2 separate regions of the Danio rerio genome follow, and region 2 is linked to region 1. The links are chromatin contacts, called in public Hi-C maps. All regions are on one chromosome and are shown on one strand. The core of a region is the stretch at or near the end of the contact, and the rest is flanking DNA. Distances in the headings are between cores, read along the strand shown.

Region 1 (2,700 bases), core at 27-2,526:
GCTGTGCATATAACACATTGATAAACCATTTTACATTCAATGGCTTAAACAATGAACTAAGACTACTGTACAGTGCACAGAGTAATACAATATATTTTGAGCAACATTACCTTACCAACTGACAGAGAAATGTAAGCTACATGTCAGATTGAATTACAGTTTTAGATTTTTTTTTACTTTAGTGCATTTTTCACAACACTATTTACACAACAGTTATCATTTGCACAACATTTAATGCATTTCTCAAAACAATTATTCATTTGTGCACATCATAGTATCAGTTTCTCATTCCTTCCAGTAAACTGAGAAATTGCAAATGCTTTTGAACATGCATCAATTGCTTTCACTTGCTTATGTCATGTCAGTCAAAATTAACTAAACTTGTGAATGCTGAATAGTCATTCCATATAAAACTAATAGTCCTCTGTAGTAGGATATTCATTACTTGAGTCATTACATACAAACATTTTAAATTAGTAGTCAAAATCTGTCAATTAGATTTTAAATCTTAATTTTTCCTGAAAATGTCTTCTAAACTGAATAATTTCATGAATGATTTACAGACCTATGTATGTTGTAGGTTCAGTCTAACTTTACAGAAGTTTTCAAATGCTGTCTTGAGCTTTTTCAGCAAGTGTTAGTAAACTGTCATAATGAAAACATGACAAAGCCATTTGACTATCTTGTTCATAAACAATAGTGTCAGGATTTTCATTTTGATAATACTGACATTTTCATTGACATGAATACTTGCTTTTGAGGAAGGAAGGAGCTATCCATTTTGAGCAAGTGACATGCTTTTGCAGGTTATCAACTAGGTTTTGCAGCTTGTACTAATGTTTTGAGAAATGCTTTAACTGTTGTGCAAATGGAAATTTGTGAGAAATGCACCAAAGCGACTGAGAAAAACTGTAATGTGCAAAAAATGCAATCTGTCTGCAGCAAAGAAATTTCTTTTTATGATGTGCACAATAGAAAATGCACCAAAATTACTTAAAAAACCAATGGGAATTGTATTGGTTTTAATGGAAAATCTATGTAGGTACAGTAGCATGCTAAAACCACTAAATTCTAATGGTGCCAAAACACAAATTAAACCATAAAATGTTCTTTTTTAAATGGTTAAAACATATTGCTTTATTAGAAACTATTATAACTTATATAGGTTTCTTTTTTTATTTTAGTATCCAGCTGAATGTCTGCATGAGCAAGGGCGGTAAAAGAAGAGGGAAATTTGAAACTGGGGGCGGCGCTGTGGGCTACTCAAGATGACACTCACAGCTAATTCATCTGCATGATGAACAATCGTGAACAACACATCATTTATTCGTAAATAACGAGGAAACCTATTGAAAATGGATCACTTTAGAGATCAGGTAGCTATATACTTAATGCTACGTTGGCATATTTTGAAGTTGTAAATACTGTTAGCGATGTTTAAACGGATATTTCAGTCGTTAGCTTTTTAAAGTTAGCTTATTTACACATTGCATCCTGAAAAGGCAGTTTTTGGTTCGTAACGTTTTTATGTAGCCTATCATGCAGCTTTCTTGGTGTTAAGTGACATAGCTATTTAATTGATGAACCATGAAATTTTCTAAGTTGACTATTTGCTACTGTTTATTCAGTAAGTTAGCGTGGCTAAAGGTTTTAGCTATTGTGCGTTAATTTACATTAAATGTGAACAGTGGCTCTTGTCTATCCATTTAGGCTAATTGTATTCTTTAACAAACTTTTTACTCTTAACTTTGTCACGGAAAGAATATGATTTATATATATGTTTAATTATTGTTTTGTTTTATACATGTTGTTATTATTATAGTTATTATTAATCGTACAACAGTATTATCATTGTCCTTCCTCCATGCATGCCATGTTGAATAATCTGTAAACTAACTTTTTTTTTTTTTTGTGAATTACAGAGTTTTAATCTAGACTCCCCATCTAAACAGAGTTATGTTGGCAGTTTTTATCAGCCACCAGAGAAAATGTCAAGACCTTTGTATATGAACCCAGACACACATCCGCTCAACAGAAAGAGCTCAGGTTTGCAGGATATCAGCCCACAGCTTTATCAGACAGTTCCTGATGCTGGAAGCAGAGGTGATTTGAGTTTAAAAGTTGACCATACAACTATCTATATACAGTCAGATGTCTCAGTTTTGATTCACAAAGTTCTCACTTAGATTTAATTTCATTTTTTCTCAGTCACTTTGGTACATTTCCCAGATCAGAATTGAAAAAGTTTTAAAACTACCTGTTCAATCTTTAAATCATTGTGTCACTTGTTCACATCAAAAAAGCAATTTTCCTTTGAACAAGTTTTAAGTTTCCTACATTATCAGTTTCTTATATCACAATGATCAAAATGTATTTTTTGGTCTCTGTTGAATTGTCTCACCTCCCACGTTTAATCGTCTGTTCATGGCAAAAGTCTATACATGCAAAATGGCTGAACAAGTTGTCTTATTTTGTCGTAATGCATTTTTCTATACATTTCCATAAAACGTTTTTTCTAAATCTGTCTACAATTAGTACATTTTTACATGTGACTTTTTCGGATGAAGGTGCATCTCAAAGGAGATTGTCCTCTGTTCACATTTATACTTTTAGTTCGTTTTTTCTTTGTGCTATGCAGTGCTGTCCTTTCCTTTATGTATCACAATGACAGGATCTGTCAACAAATTACAGTACAAACAG
Region 2 (2,700 bases), core at 6-2,505, 400 kb before region 1:
ACCCCACAGCCGAAAAGAACCCCTTCACACACATATCCGCTTCCTCCGCCTGAGGCCAGTGAATATGATTAGCTAAGTTGGTAGTAACAAGTGTGCAGAATTCATCCATCTGATCACAGATGAGAGACTCTGCAACGTGGAAGCGATTTGCCACACTCTGGTAGGACTCCTGGGTAGAAAGAGTCCACAGACTGGAGAGAACCGCATGCCACACGGTCCAGTCCTCTTGCCTAATGGCAGCCCATTTACACGGTGCCAGCAGCTGCACCAACTCCTACAAACACAAAAAGAACAAAATGTTTACAAAACACAAATGAGGATTAGCAAGTAGGACTAGCATTAGATGAAGTACCTCAGTTTGAGTTGGCGTCAGCTGGAAGTGACTCTTAAAGTCACTGATAGTCAAGCTTTGCAGCACGGCATTGAAAACCACTTTTCCATCATCATCTTCTCTGATAAATGAAAAAAACAAATTGTTAGAGAATCAGTCAAATGTTTTATTATAAAAACCATCTTGACAGGAAGCATAAATGTCTCATTCTCACACGATGTTTGGGTCAACTTACCTTTTCAGATTAACTTGAACACTTTCTTCATTTTTCAGCTTCACGCTACTGAAACATAAATTAATATTAAAAGTATAATCCTATCACTTTCCCCCATTTGCTATATAGATCATTTTGAGAGTTGTAAACAAACACCAAGGTCCCAACATACATACTACCAGTTTTACGTTTTTTTTATTTCTATAGCTTCCTGGAATTCAAAAAGAGCCACATATTGACAAATAATATTATGACAGCTGTTTTAACAATACGTTATTGAATTGCCTGATGTTACAGTTATGAAATTGATAACAAGCAGGAAACGTTCATGGGCTAATGACTACATTGAAATGGTCTGTATCAGTTCTTCAACCAAACGGCGAACAAAGATTTTCTTTTGTGGAAAAACGTTAGACAACAAGTAAATAACTAGCAACCCTGATTTAAAAATATTAGCAGTTGATATGGATGGATAACTGAACAACACTGAACGCTGTAACATAAGTGTAACTTAAACAGCGCTTAAGCGTCTCTCTTGTTTGTTTACTAATTTAACCATTTGCGATACAATATATTAAAAAAAATGATAATTCACCTGGCTCTCCGACGTTTGCGAGTCGCATTTTTGTTAAATAGCATGATATCTTCAGCATCGTACATGTCTGCTAATAAAAAAGCTATACATGTTTCCAGCGCCATTTTTATCTCGCAGTGAGATTGTTGCTATGCCTCCCTCTTGTGGCAAAGATTTTCTCAAAAACTATTCATTTTCTTTACTGAAATTTTACAAGTGTGACATTTGTCAAAACTAGACTGTAAATCATTTAAATTAGTCCAGTATCAGGCTTTCCGCCTGTTTCACCAAGTCAAATTGAAGACTTTTAAAGACTTTTTAAAGACCATTATGAATTAATGACTTTTAGAGGGCAAAATGCTAAGGATTTATTTGTAATGGCCAGTGAATTTTTTCTTACCTGCCCCATTAAAATAAAAATTCAGAAGAAAGGTACTGGAAAATATTCTCAAGCTAAATTATGATATGACCACAGCTTTGTATTTATTGAATCTTACATGAACAATCTGTTTGAAAAAGATGCTTTACAGTTCATTTTCCTGGTAGGCTATATTTAGCTAAAAAAATGTATTTTGCTACTTTGGTTTGCATCACAGGCTCAATCTTTCAAAAAAGTAGATATCACAAATTGCTACATGACTACAGTTAGAAAAACTTACCTATGACAAATAAAAAATATGACAGATTTTAGTCAATTTGGTCTCCCCTTTGGGAATGGATAAAAGAGCTCTCGTAAATTAGCAGGATCCTTGATGTTTATTTACAATTTTTGTTTAATCTCTTCTTAAAGACAGCTCTGAAATGGTGTGATTGTACTTTATTTTTTATCTATTTATTGTTTTTATATTCATTTATTTCTCATTTTCTATATTTAAGACTGTACACTCTGTAACACATTTATACATTTTGATGTGAATGTTTTGTGAATGTGGGCATACAATTAAAAAACATCTGTTATTTCCTAGCAACATATTTAAAATAATGTGTCGAAACAAGCAACACATTATTTATTAAAAAAAAGACAAGTTTTATAAACTATAATAAACTAAAAATTTATGCACAACATACATTTATGACATTTATGCACACATACACAAAGGACTTTTACACAAATGTTACTGTAAGGATATAAGGAAGATTATAAAACCATATTAGTTCATTTCAGACGGATGTGTACATATTGAGTAGCTTTACACAGAAAAATTAAAGTTAAGACCTGCTTAAAAGTATTAAAGACCTACAAAACCATATTTCAGTGATTTTAAGACTCTTTAAGGCCTATAGTTTTTAAAATTAAAGACATTTAAAGACTTTTTATAACCAAGCAGGCACCATGAGTACTAGCTAGTTTAAGCTTGATCTTCCAGCTTGGCTAAATAAGCAGACAGTCTGCTAGTGGGGGTCACGGTACAATGACATGGGGTTTGCTTGGTGATTTATAAAAGTCAAATAAATTTGATTACAGAATTGCCATTTTTTATCCATAACTCACAGATGATAAAAATAGTAGGTAATAGTTACATAAAAAACAACAATGATCATCACCTTTATTCTTTTTAAATAGAATTAGTATGTTTACAT

What was found. A called contact is a pair of places that touch in the nucleus more often than the background predicts.
Region 2: a Hi-C map of embryo shows a contact between it and region 1, with 2.1 times the contacts expected there. The contact joins the promoter of si:ch73-257c13.2 here to the promoter of cep57l1 in region 1. A contact is called at or near these places in 3 of 18 Hi-C or Micro-C datasets (caudal fin and embryo) and 1 of 4 datasets of contacts at active chromatin or transcription factors (embryo).

The regions. Positions count from the first base shown.
Region 1 is chr20:34,955,207-34,957,906 of GRCz12tu, reverse strand. It overlaps cep57l1 (centrosomal protein 57, like 1), which reads left to right and starts at 1,276. Exons shown (of 11, transcript NM_001003769.2): 1 at 1,276-1,376; 2 at 1,923-2,103. The coding sequence starts at 1,356.
Region 2 is chr20:35,359,515-35,362,214 of GRCz12tu, reverse strand. It overlaps si:ch73-257c13.2, which reads right to left and starts at 1,255. Exons shown (of 4, transcript XM_005160770.5): 1 at 1,141-1,255; 2 at 567-614; 3 at 353-452; 4 at 1-274. The coding sequence starts at 1,244.